2 separate regions of the Sus scrofa genome follow, and region 2 is linked to region 1. A link is a contact called in public HiChIP or PLAC-seq data. All regions are on one chromosome and are shown on one strand. The core of a region is the stretch at or near the end of the contact, and the rest is flanking DNA. Distances in the headings are between cores, read along the strand shown. Region 1 overlaps DIS3L2 (DIS3 like 3'-5' exoribonuclease 2). Region 2 overlaps DIS3L2 (DIS3 like 3'-5' exoribonuclease 2).

Evidence for each region. HiChIP or PLAC-seq counts read pairs in DNA pulled down with a chosen protein or histone mark.
Region 2: a contact with region 1 is called in an H3K27ac HiChIP or PLAC-seq map of alveolar macrophages. The contact joins two enhancer-like sites. A contact is called at or near these places in 1 of 47 Hi-C or Micro-C datasets (epiblast stem cells) and 2 of 2 datasets of contacts at active chromatin or transcription factors (alveolar macrophages and skeletal muscle).

Annotation. Positions count from the first base shown.
Region 1 is chr15:132,752,336-132,758,939 of Sscrofa11.1, forward strand. The region is part of intron 9 of DIS3L2 (DIS3 like 3'-5' exoribonuclease 2); the gene reads left to right. Among named protein-coding and RNA genes, the nearest start is that of DIS3L2, 210 kb to the left of the region's middle. Within about 2 kb of position 2,511, at least 38 of the 83 cell types and tissues checked have an H3K27ac peak or open chromatin away from gene starts, as enhancers often do. A contact at or near this core is called in alveolar macrophages and skeletal muscle, where this site is marked.
Region 2 is chr15:132,883,945-132,890,723 of Sscrofa11.1, forward strand. All of the region lies in intron 14 of DIS3L2 (DIS3 like 3'-5' exoribonuclease 2), which reads left to right. Among named protein-coding and RNA genes, the nearest start is that of ECEL1, 110 kb to the right of the region's middle. Within about 2 kb of position 3,382, at least 40 of the 83 cell types and tissues checked have an H3K27ac peak or open chromatin away from gene starts, as enhancers often do. A contact at or near this core is called in alveolar macrophages and skeletal muscle, where this site is marked.

The DNA.
Region 1 (6,604 bases), core at 1,261-3,760:
GAAAAGAACCTGCCCAGGAGTTCCTGTCATGGCTCAGTGGTTAACGAATCTGACTAGGAATTGTGAGGTCGTGGGTTTGATCCCTTACCTTGCTTAGTGGGTTACGAAGGAGCTGGTGTTGCCATGAGCTGTGGTGTAGGTCGGCAGATGCGGCTTGGATCTTGTGTTGCTGTGGCTGTGGTGTAGGCCGGCAGCTACAGCTCTGATTAGACCCCTAGCCTGGGAACCTCCATATGCCGTGGGTGTGGCCCTAGAAAAAGACAAAAAGATAAAAAGACAAAAAAAAAAAAAAAAAAAAAACAAACAAAAAAAACCCTTCCCAGAGCATTGCATCATTTCTTTCTCTTCACTCTGTGGCCTCATAGGTGTCATTTCATCACTGGAGGAGGTGGAGGGACGGATGGACCAAGATCTCGGTCTGCTTTAAATAGACCTTGGTCTTTTTCTGTTCTGAAAAATGTGTGGCTTGTACCAGACTTCTGAGCCTCTGTTGTGGCAGTAGAACCGAGTGAAAGAGTATTAACATACCCACAGCTGCCATCAGAAAACATCAAAGGTCCAGCCGTGCTGCACTGAAGGGGCTGGGTCTGAATATTGCTCCCAGCTCCCTTTGCCTGCAAGAGGAGAGGTCGGCCCATCCCTGAGAAAGTCCACGGGAAATGGAAGCTCGGATGAGTCCGGCATCTGACCTGACTGGTTCGCCCCAGCACCCATCTGGCTGGACTCTCTGCACGGGGTCCTTATGGACACACATTCCCCCGGTTGAGGGCTCCAGCTCTTTAGTTAAGTTTCTTGCTCTGGTTTAATGTAAAATATTCTGATTTCTACGTAAACTTTGATACCATCTCATCTAAAAGAGTCAAATTTGTTAGTCTTTATCCTCGTAAGGTTATTTCTTAAATTTTTTTCCGTCCTTTTTCACCCATTCACCATCACTGACCCAGATCCTTGTCTCCAGAATTGCTTGCTAGCAAGGAGACAGACCCAGAGTCACGGACAGAAGAGGGCCTCTATAAATTTTGTTAGTCTGGAAATGGTCCCTGAACCGCAGTTTGTAAAACACTGTTTTATGAGAAAAGAAGATGGGACGAAGACAGAAAAGTTCACCCTTGGAAACAATAACACTGTGGTGTGACCACAGGATTGGACGCCAGGAGGTCATGAGTTCTAATCCTAAATGTATTTCCCAAGACACAGTGGTAAACTTGAATGGAAAAGTGCTGCAGAGCGCCCCTTGGTCCTTTTTCCCTTCACTTGTCCATCAGCTACTCATTCCGTGTGCCTTCAGGGGGCTGGAAGAGATACCCAGAGAGGTCAGTGTCAGAGCCAGACCCCGAGGCGCTCCCCGCCTTGTCCCCGTGATAAGATGTGTCCATCAGCACCACCAACATGCCAGGGCCAGTGGCCAGTGTCCTTGGAGAAGGACAGGTTGTAGTCATGAGCAGAGCAGAGCAGCGGCGGGGAGAGGCGGCTTCACTCTCTGGAGCCACAAAGGTTCCCTGGAACAGAGATGGTGTTGCAGGCCAGCCTTTAAAAGCCGGTCGGCCTCAGCCATTGGAGATGGGTGGCGTAAATGTCTTAATGTTACGAAGAGCACAAACCATGGTTCAGGGACCAGAGGGTGCAGAGAAAAGTTTGGCACATAAGGTACACGTAGGGAGTGTGCCACCTGCTAGAAAAGTACCTCCTGGGGCCACAGCATGAAAGGCTTTGCGTTCTAAGCTGACGTTCCATTTTACTCAGTAAGGAGTTGATGAAGGTTTTGGACCAGCCGCCTGCTTTAAGATGATGAGTCTGGCAGCAGCCACGACCTTGGGGAGAGCAATTTCTGTGATGTGGTGGGGGCCATGGCCAGAGTCCAGTGAGGTAAATGGTGACCACGTGGTGAGTAAATGCTGCTGTGGAGCCTAGACAGCTGCTTCCAGCTGCAAGGAGGTAGCAACGCTGGTGCCTGGAGGAGGAAGAGGCCGCGAGGTCAGAGGAGAGGAAGAGGGTGTGAGTGACAGAGGAACAGCTCTTTCTTTGCTGTTGTGATTTCCTGGTGTTCTAGGCCAGGTCTTAAGGGATTACAGAAGGCTTTTCGTTACCCTTCGTGTGTTCTCTTCCGGGACCAGTGGCTTTGAGTAAAACAGTCTTAGACGTTGTCTGTCACTTTAAAAAGTTCTACTAAGCCCTGCAGTCACGTGCCTTCAGAAATTTGGGTTACATAACGCTGCTCTGAATTGCAGTTCTGCAGCCTCATGAACGGGAGCCTCAAGTCTTTTCCTCCCCAACCTGGCACTTCCTTTGCTGTGGGTCAGGGTTAGCTTCTTTCTAACCGTTGTTGCGGAACTCTTCAAATATTTGGTCTCACAGGTTCTGAAAGCTGGCAGGCCAGGCTGCTCCCTGCAGGTTGTGAGACCAGAGCCTTCCAGAAAAGGAGCCAGTAAAATCCCAAGCATGTTAACAGAGTGTAACAGCTGCGTGGAGCACCGCCCCCACGGGGCCGGGCTCCCAAGTGCTGAGGCCAGCAGCTCCCAGCCGCTGTGGCCACAACCAGAAGGAGCCCTCATGCTCCGCATTGTGGCCAGTTCATAATTGTAGTGATGACAACAGATGAAATCACTGGCTCTCAGCCCTGAGGACTGGGGTCTGTCGGGGTCACTCACTGTTCCCTTCCTTCTCCCAATTTTCCATAGTGAGAGAGCAAGTTTGGAGTCCATTGCTAGAGTGCAAATACTTGTTGGGAGCTCTCTTGAGTTTTACTCAGTCTAGAAGTGGGTTCTTTTAGTAGGCTGTACCGAATGTCTCTTTTTCTTCCAGCATCCCCTCAACACATGATTCTGAAATGATGTAACCTCTCAATATATGTGTGTGTGTGTGTTTTATACCCTGCTTTAAAAAAAAAAGAAAAGATTTAAGGCACCTTGCAGATATACATATATTGCAGTGAACCTTTTAAAAATCAGGCTACAGGGCAAAAAGAATATATGAGTAGGAAAATTAGGCACACCCAGGATAAAGGTTAGTATACAAAGTTCAAACTACAAATAAGACCCTCTTGAAACAAGTCACAAATATTTTTCTGAGTTTCCTAGCGGCCAAAGCAAAGAAGGAAACTTAAAGGATAAAATCCACATGTGTGTAAGGTCCAAACAAACTCTTTGCTCAGGAGCGGGGTGAGTCCTTGCACTGCGTGAACTTGTTCTGTATGTACTCGTGAAAGGGGCACCAAGTGATCACATGAGCTAGGCCCTTATCAGCCTCCCTGCAGCAAAGAGCATAGCCCTTTTACTGGACTCCTGTGGGGTAGGCATGGTAGCAAGGCCCCATGTGGACAAAGACTCTACTGGATGCTTGTGCAGGTGTTTCAGTGCAGTGTATCACCTCTCAGGGGGACTCTCCTGAGTCTCTGCCACAAAAAAGTGCCAAGATCAAATGAGTCTGGCAAGAACTACACGATACCAGCATGCTGAAGGCTCTGAGAAGTCCTGCAATTAAAACATTGGCTGGGCATTTACCAAATGACTTAGGACCTTTTAAAAAAATTAAAACACTTATTCAGGAGAGTGGAGAACACTGATGTAAAACAGGGATCAGCATACTTTCTGTTCCTCAACCCCTGCCCCTGGGTCCAGAAAGCACGACTGCCTTCCAAGAAAGCTTCGTTTATGTGTACCGAAATTTGAATGTCACGTCATGTTCATGTGTCATGAAGTAATATTTTCCCTTTGATTTTTTTCAATCATTTCGAAAGGTAAAAACCATTCTTAACTTGCAGGCCATTCAGAAACAGGTGGCAGGCCCCATTCGGTCTGTGAGCTGTAGTTTGCCGACCCCTGATCAAGAATAGTGTTCGGATGGTATGCCTTCCTACGAACCATTCCTCGGAGATGGTTCAATTTAGCCTTTTATGTTTCTGGTTTAAGCGCAGATTTAAAAAAAAAAAATGCCTAGTAGAGACTTGGTTTGTGTGCTCACAGACTAGTCTCAGATTTTTCTCAAAATGATGGGTGGGTCCTCTCAGAGAAGACATCTGCAAACTAATCGTTGAAGCCTTAAAACGTTACTCTGTCACATACTGGCTGAATCAGTTTAAGGACAGAAATGTCGAAGTGGTCGTTGTCATTCATTCATAGAAATGAAAGCCTCAAAACACCCGACACATTTGATTTTCAGAAACCCTAACTTCCCAGTCAACTCTCCAAGTAAAACAGTAAACTGTGGCCCCCGTCAAGCTAACAGAGTGTTCTTTCGGCTTCTTTTGCTGTCAGTAGGATGACTGAAGGAGGACCAGAACTTTCCTACCACCAAGTCTGACATTTCAGTTTCAGTTCAACAAGCATTTATTGAGTACTTGGGATATGTAATGCATTTTTGCTGGCTTTCATGAGGGAATATGAAAAGGAGCAAGAAAACAGGCAGTTCCTTCCTTTTTATTTTTATTTTTGGTCTTTCTTAGGGCCACACCCTCAGCACATGGAGGTTCCCAGGCTAGGGGTTGAGTCAGAGCTGTAGCCGCCGGCCTACGCCAGAGCCACAGCAACGCCAGAACCGAGCCACACCTGCGACCTACACCACAGCTCACGGCAACGCCAGATCCTTCACCCACTGAGCGAGGCCAGGGATCGAACCTGCGTCCTCAGGGATACTGGTCAGATACATTTCCACTGAGCCACAATGGAAACTCCAGACAGTTCCTTCTTTAAAATATGTTTTATTGAATATAGTTGAGACAGGTCCTTCTTGACCTTGTGAATCAAGCTCAGGCTGCTCAGCAGTTCAGAGCTCATTACCGTGGGATCAGAATTAACTTCATCTCCTGCCTCTTCCTGTGCATTCATTCATTCATTCACTCAGCAGACACTTGCGAGCCGCACCCTTTGTGGCGCTGGAACAAAGCCTTTTAGGAGCTTGTTTCCCAGGGGACGTCAGTGTTTCTCTCTTCCTCTGGCAGGCTTGTGTAATTACACCTCCTTTTAGATAGGGAAACAAATGATTTCTTCTTATCCTGAGACCCCCCCCCCCTCATTTGTGTTCCCCATGCTGTATGAGCCCCTTCTCAGGACACTTAGCGAGGAAACTGGGCCTCTGATGAAGGGCTCTACCTGGGACAGTGCTCCGAATGCTCTTGTTCCTCCGCCTTAGTGGCATGCGCCTTTCCGTCCTCTTATCTCGAAACTGTATTCTCCCCAGGGAGAATACAGTTTCACCACATGCATAGTTTGCAAGCTATTACCTATATTGAGCAATAGGACCTTACAAGATTGCTGAACATCCTTATAAACAATAACTTGCATCTGAGTTTTGCATGGAGGAGATTCTCTGCAGCATTCATTTTTTTCCATTTGTAATAGTAATACCTAATCATAGTGAAAATTTGGAAAAATATGGACAAGTATAAAGGAAAGAAACTAATCCATAATCCTAGCGCCCATTGATCAAGTCTGTTAATTTTTTTTTTACTCTCCTTGATTCAAAAATCACATTTAAATTTTAGTTTTTAAATTAATAAACAGTCTGACCTTTGTGGTACAGTTCTATGAATTTTAGGACACATAGAGGCTCATGTAGCCTCCACCGCAGTCAGGGTACAGAAGAGCACCACTCCCCCAGAACACGGACCCCGCTATAATCACGCCTTCCCCAGGCCCTGGAAATCGCTGATCTGCTCTCTGTCATGTAATTTCGTCTTCTTGAGAGTGTCATATAAATGGAGTCATAGGTTATGTAAGTTTGTGGGAGTGGCTTCCTTTTCTTTCTTTCTTTTTTTTTTTTTTTTTTTTTTTGTCTCTTTGGATTTTCTAGGGCTGCTCCCACGGCATATGGAGGTTCCCAGGCTAGGGGTCTATTCGGAGCTGTAGCTACTGGCCCACACCACAGCCACAGCAACACCGGATCCTTAACCCACTGAGAAAGGCCAGGGATGGAACCCACAACCTCATGGTTCCTAGTGGGATTCATTAACCACTGAGCCACGATGGGAACTCCAGCAGTGGCTTTGAGATTGATCCAAGTTGTTGAATATATGAATAATTTGTTCCTTTCTTTTGACGAGTAGCATTCCATTATACAGATGCACCATAGTTTGCTCATACATGTATCCACTTGCCATTTAAAAGTCTTTTTTTTTTTTTTATCATTTTGACATGTTTGAAATCCTGAAATACTTTAAAATCAGTGTATATATGTAACATGGTGGAGTTTTTTCCCCCAAAAGCTGTTATTGAACAGATAGTGCGTCCTGAAATCTTGTTTTAGAGTCAGGGTGTCGTGGTGGTTCGACAGTCAGTGTGAAGGACCAGAGAGGGCCAGTGAGAATTATGGGGAGGAAGGGACAGATAAAACCCCAGGAGCTTGGCAGCCCAGCGCCCAGCGCTGCTCGGCAACCTCGGAGGGCTTTGGGGAGGTTTTGAGCAGAGGTGTAACAGAGGAAACACGCCTTCAGGAACAAAGCGAGGCACGGCCCACACCGTCAGCAGTGTTACGGAGACCGGGGGTGGCGGCAGGGCACTCTTGGCACCCGAGGGAGTGGAGGGAGACCTTGGCGCGAGTCCAGTGGAGCGGGGAGGGCTGACTAGACAGCCTGCATGAGGGAAGGGGGCTTCTGCTGAGCACCCGACCT
Region 2 (6,779 bases), core at 2,132-4,631, 130 kb after region 1:
TTTAATCTGCTAGCTTTCATACTGAGAGTGAGGAGGGCTGCTCTGGACAAAAGTGCTCATCTCTCAGGGGGCCAACAAGTGAGCCCCAGCCACATTGTCGCCAGCGCTGGATCTAAGTCATGCCTGTGTAGAGGCAAGGAAGAGTTTCATTGGAGCACATTTAGCATGCCCCATCAGGCTGGCAGAAGCTGACCTAGGTTCCGTCTGTTGAGTTCACCTGCCTGCCTGCTTTCCAGCAGGGAGAACTGAAGGGGAGCTGCAGGAGCCAAACCCCACTCCTAGGCCCTTCTGGAGCCCACTTCCGCCTCTACAAACAGGCCTGTTTTCCCTGTAACATTTTTTTATTTGTATTTTTTTTTAAATGAATCTTTCTTTTTTTTTTTTCTTTTTGGCCAAAGCATGTAGCGGCTCGATGTGGGATCTCAGTTCCCAGACCAGGGATTGAACCCAAGCCGCAACAGTGAAAGCACCAAATCCTAACCACTAGACCACCAGGGAACGCCCCCCTTTTGCATCTTCTGTGGAACACCAAGCAAATCATGTCTCTGAAGTGCCACGTTCATTCCCCAAACAGACATAGTTGAGAAAGCATTGGCCATCACAGTCCGTGGCCCGTCTGAGCCAGGTGGAATGGCACCTACACGTGCCCTTGGCCCTGGGACACAGAGCCGGGCAAGGCCTGGTCCCCAGACTGGAAATCTGGCCTCAAAAGAGATAGTCGCAATCCAACAATGAGTTCTGGGGCTAGAAGAGCCCAGAGGGCCTGGGCCAACGAGGGGGATGCCTTGAACTGAGATTCAGCGGAGGTGGGTTAGGGCGTGGCAGGTGAGGGAGCAGCAGAGAGGCCCCGGGGGGGGGGGGTCCTAGGAAGTGTGGGTGCCCATTCCCCCCAGGGGAAGCCCAAAGAGGCTGGCAGCTTCCTCGTGGCCGCGGGGAGAGCTGGGCTGAGGCTGGCGTCAGGTCAGCGGGAGGTGCCAGGGCCACAGGAGCTGCAGCCTTTGACACAAGACGCCAGAGTGCCCTTAGCTCGGCGCCTTTACATGGCCAGGGCTGGGCCTCCTGACAGGATGGAAGCCAGCAGGGGAAGCAAAAATGCCCGAATTCTTTGCCCGGCGCAGAGGTGGGTGAGAAAACACCCTCGTGGGACAGACTAGCGGGGCTCGGGTGAGGCTCGCCCGTGGGGCTCGGCGGCTCGCAGGGCAGGATGTCTACGGGTCACGACGGCCACGGCCCCAAAGATGACTCTCCGCTCCCCCGTGACCCTCCGCAGCACGTTTCCGCAGGTGGAACAGGAGAAGCGTTAGCAAAAACGAGGTGCACAGATGCAAGAGGCAGAGCCTGTGAGCCAGTGGCAGGCGAACTAGAGCCGTGGGAGGGAGCCAGCTCGGCGCTTGTGCTCATCCCAGGGGCAGCACCGCGACCAAAAGGAGGCCGGAGCCCCAGAGGCAGACGGGAGGAGGCGTCCACGTGGGGAGGGAGCCCCAGGCCTGTCCTCTTTGTCCCGCTGAGCAGGAGACAGGCGGCGGGAAGGCAGGGTTATGGAGGTGGCCCTGCCCGGCCCGAAGGCGGGCTTCCGTGTTGCCCTGTGCGGTGTGCCAACATCAGACACGGGGGCAGGGAGCAGCCGCTGCCCGTCCCTCTGAGGTTGCCAGGGAGATGGCGAACTAGGTCGAGATGAGTGACTTCGGCTCTGCAGCTGCTGCAGCCCTTGCTGAGGACAGGAGGTGCCCTTGACAATCAGGAGGAAGGACGTAGGGAAGCGGTGGACCGCCCCAGGTGCCACCGTGGCCCAGAGTTGACTCTCGCTGTCAGCAGAGCCCTTGGCCGGTCACTGCAAGGAAACCTTGGCGCCCAGTCCTTAGGAGAGGACCTTAGGGTGAAGAGGAACCCCGCAGGGGCCGCTGCAGCGACTGGAACCCTCATGCAGTCTGCCCAGCTATTTCCCAAGGTGGTTTCACAGCCAGATGGCTTCCCCGCCAGGACACGTCCCACCTGTGCCTTGCACCCGTCCTTCTCCTCCTGGGGTCCCCCGCGCAGTGCCCGTAGGAGGTCGGTGTGTCGGGGCTCAGGCCCCACTGCTCCAGCTGATTCCCACAGTGGGCAGAGAAGCAGCCCCCGGGCAGCTTGCTGCACCCCCTGTGGGCCTCCCTCCACGGGCCCAGCTGCCCACTCAGCTGCCCACCGGCTGGCCCGAGGTGGCATTGCTGCGCTGGGGCCGGGGCGGGAGAGAGACACACGCTCTCCCTTTGTGGCAGAGAAGCCACCACTGACCTAAAGCACTGGGATTCCCATTCCAGATGGACACATGAGCTGCCCTTCCTCCGCTCACAGCACCAGGCCTGGCCCCCCCTCCCGTCACAAGATGGGGACAGAGGACAGACCTTAGAGTCACAAAGCCCAGTCTCCAGACCACAGCCCCGCCACATTCTCTCATCTCCATGGTCACTGTCCTTGGCTTCTCAGACACTCGGTTTCCCTCTGCATAGATTTAGGGCTGACCTGCCACTTCCCATGCGGGGTTTTGTGAGGACTCAATGAAATAATGTGCCCAGAAAGCCTGGCCTGAGACCAGCCTGTGGTGGCCGTGTGGTGGGGGGGGTGGCCCTGCCCAAGGGGAGCTGCTCCCCAGAGGCCCTGGGGCCAAAAGTGTCTCGGAGGTGAGCAAAGCACGCTCAAATGCTCAGGAACGCCTGCCTTTGTGCCTTGTCCTCTGCTACCCAGCTGCCTTTTGTCGTGTGTGCGGCAGGGGGGGACCCGTGTATCCAGAACACACTTCTCTCTCAAATATTTGGGGGCCTAAAGCCTAATTTCCAAATCAAAAGTGACCAACAAGTGGTCATCGTCAGTGATGGCCTTGCCAGCCCCTACGGAGCTTATCCAAGCTCTGTCCTTTATCCTAGGCTGCAGAACCAGCCCCTGCTGCTGGGCTGGGGTCCACGCGGGGCAGATAAGCCATTGGAGGGCCCTATGGTGGCTCCCAGAGGTGGCCTGGCTTCTGTGCGTCTTGGCTGCACCTCCTCTGGTCAGCGGTTCTAATTCCAGTTAGACAGCAGCGAGGAGTGGCAGAAGCCATGTGTGTCCCCACCGCAGTGGAGCCAGCAAGCCCTAGTGACCCAGCTCTGCCAGGCCGCTCAGCACAAACTGCGCCCCGGTTCTGCTTTGGGGGAGTTTTTTGTCCACCAGCTCAGCCCAGGGCCACTGCCCCACGCAGGCCTGCTGGTGCCTTGAAGAGCAGAGCCCTGAACCTCGGGAAGGGAGCGAGGCTTCTCCAGCTTTACGCTGACAAAGGGCTTTCTGCCTGTCAACCGGCTCCCCGCATGTCCCCTCCCCACTCCCTACCGCAGCCGCTGGGCCTCCCTTTGGCAGGGCCCCGGCCTCTCTGAAGCGGAGCCTCTGGAGACTTCCTCTAGAGCTAGAAAAACAAGCAGCTGAAACGTGCCTCCTGCTGCAGCTGGGCCCCGCCTGCTGAGCCTATAGAAAGGCCTGGAGTGGATTCAGCCTCCCCGAAGAGGAAACCTGGCTCCGGCCTCACCCACGGGGCCTGTTATGTCTGGCTCCAGAGGCCTGCTCCTCTGGGCTTTTCCGTGCCTGTGAACGCGGCCCCATTCATTTCCCTGCGGTTTCATGGGAAGGTCCAAAGCGCTCAGCAGGTTGCAGTCAGCCCAGGAGGAGAGGGGTCAGCGAGAGGCCCGAGCCGCAGCCGCAGCACCCTCGGCGCAGAGGCCTGCAGCAGGGTGCCTGCTGCCGTGGGTGGGCGCCCCCTCACCGCCCCCAGGCCACTCTGCCGGCAGCTCCCTCTCTCCAGGCCTCCCCCTTTCAGGCTCACAGGCCACCAGCTCCACCTCGCTCCCTCCCCCGCCCCAGCCCAGCTGCTCCCACTTCTGTCTTCATTGGCTCCAGACTTCCCACCTCCCCTGCTCCGACTCCCTGGGCCCTTGCATTTTCCCACCACATCCCACTCAATTTGGGGGCGCCAGGAGAGCAGCGGGTCCCCTCCAGGGTGGTCACAGCCTCGGGCTGTCAGCCGCAGTGAACCCCCCCCCGCCCCCCACCCGCTCGGGCACGCTGCTCTCAGGAGGGCCCAGCAGCTGCCTTCACGGCCAATGCAAAGCCCAAGGACTCCCGGCCCGCGGTGAGTGCCCAAGTGGGGAAAATGCCGTCTTTAGAAGAAATGGATTTGCCGCTGGCAGGGAGCAAATTCTTATCAAATTTCCAAGTTAGTAGTTTTCACCAGGAGCTAATTGAACTAGCTCCGTAAGTGGCCTGATTCCATTTGCATGAGACTCCGCAGAGCTGCGACAAGTGCCTGGTGGCTGAGGGGAAAGAGGCTGTTCTAGTCTCTCAGTTGGTTTTGGTCTTTGAAAAGCGATGCATTTTCAGGGTTGGGCGGCAGCCATGCCACTCTGCCCTGGCTGCCCAGCTCTGTGATCCTTTCCAAAGCCACCTTCTGAGCGTTCTGGGTGGGGAAGGGGTGGGCTGAGTCTCTCATCTGGTTAGGCTGGTAAAATGGATCTGGAAAGGGAACGTTGTGGAGGCCCAGCCCCTCTTGCCCGGCAGGGCGGAGAGGTCAGGGTCGAGGCGGAGGAGAGGCCCAGGCCTGGCAGGGCGGGACTGCAGCCTGCCGTCAGCATCAGCGCCGCGCAGGCCTGAGACCCCCGGCACATCACCAGCCGCCCCCCTCGTCTAAGGCAGTTCTAGGGGAGCGGAGAGCAACCAGCTCGGCGTGGCCAGCCCAACTCTGACCCCCGTCTGGACCGTGCCTGCCTTTGCCGCAGTTCAGAGACCAGCACCCCCCACCCAGGGCGGCCCGGGGAGGCTGCCCTGTGCCGAGGCCAGGTCCAGGGCCTCCTTTTGTTGACCTGGTGGGTGTAGGGCTCTCTCCTCTCTCCTGTGTCCAGTGGACTTGAGAAGACACTTTTGGGGACAGTCGTCAGGCAAGGCTTCCGGGTTACCCAGCTGATCCCCACTCGGGGGGGGTCTCCCCCAGGGTCCCCCTTCACAGGGGGCAGCGCAGAGCCCCCCCCCCTGCACCCAGCCCTGGAGGCCCACCTCCCTCCTGGAGCTCCCTCCCTCCCGCACTGGTCTCGCGCTCAGCCCCGGGTTCTTTCCTATTGGCTCCTCCTGAAAACGTACTCCGATCCTCTGGAAACCTCAGGCAATAACAGAAAACATTGCAGAGGCCTTTCTCGGTCCCTCTCAGACCAGCGCTTGCCTCTCTCACTGATAGTGTATTGCCAGGAGTCCACTCTTGACCGCCTCCCTCACCCTTGAATCTTTGGTTTTCAGAATCACCTTGCCCATCCCCACGGCCACAGCCACGCGCTCCTGCCAGCCAAGTCCAGCGGCCACCTCCAGGGCACTCCCCCGCCCCACTGCTGGGTTTGCACAACCACCCAGCGGGGCCTGGTTCCCTCTTCTCATGCCACTTTCCACTTCTCAGCCACCGCGTCACCCTCCGAGCTCCCTCCCACTTTGTCCCGCTGGGCCCTGTGACAGTCTTGCCCACTCCCAAGCTTGCCTGCGGCCCTGAGCTCTGGCCTGTCCTGCCCTTTCTGGCTGCCTCCTGCCAGCCCTGACTCTTCCCCCAGCTGCACCAGGCCTCTGCTCCGGGGTGCCACTGTCCCCCCATCCTGGGTCCGGCACCCAGGGCCCTGGGGGCCATGCTTGCCTGCCCCCACCCCCAGCCCTCGTCTCTCCTCCCTAGATCCCTTATTTTCCAGTCTTACTTGATGCGTTCCCTCCTCCGCACCTGTACTGTTGCGTCCCTTTCGTGTGGCCCTCCTCAGCCATCTCTTGGAAGTGACCTCGCATCTGCAGGCGTATTACCCCACTAGGGTGGGGCTCCCGGAGGGCAGGCCCAGGCTTTCTGGTGGCAGCAGTGTCCAGGGCATCACAGAGGCAACAGGGCCTTGAGGTCACGCAGACTGGTGATGACTCCCTGCCGCTGGTTGGGAGCAGGGGGACTTGGGCCTGATCACCTCTTTGCACCTTAAGCTCCCCATGCTTTAGAAGGGGATAAAAGCACCTCCTGGGCTCCAAGAGGCTTTCAGGGGCTGCACGTAGCCTGTCACCTGTGCCTAACGGGTGGCTCTTCACTGTCTCACCGCACCGACCCGCAGCAGCAGCTCCAAAAGGTTTGAGGGTGAGGAAGTGAACAAGCAATGAACGGCTGTAGGTGGGAGGCGCCTCACTCGGGGTTGGTTTAAAGCAAGGCCGCCAGTTTGCCGTGAGAGGGGAGCGGTGCCCCGTAGACGTGGCCTGGGGAGAGCCAGGAACGCAATTGCTTCTTTCTCATGTTTAGGAGAGAGGTCAGTGGAGCTCTTTTCCTAGGCAGAGCTTTATGATTTCAACAACTTCCAGCAGCAAGTGGTAGGGGTCAGAGGTATGTGCCTGAGGGCTGTTGCTACGCAGAAAAGGGTGTGGTGGCAGGGACGCAGCCCTCCAAGCGCCAGAATGTGCCCTGACCTGGAAATCTTTTCTTTATTTTGTATTTTTTTGGTCACAGCCATGACATGCAAAGTTCCCAGGCCAGGAATCAAACCTGAGTCACAGCTATAACCAGAGCCACAGCAGTGACAATCCTGATCCTTAACCTGCTTAGCCACCAGGGAACTCCATGGGAATCCTTGACCGTGCACAGTTGCCCAATGCCTGGCCCTGGGCCCGGGGTGGGTGGCGTGGAGTGGGGAGGAGAGGTACAGCCCGTGATGAAAGGGGTGATCACGGGGGGTGGGCCACCTGCTGTGATGGGATAGGAATGGGATGCCCAGGAAGCCCTG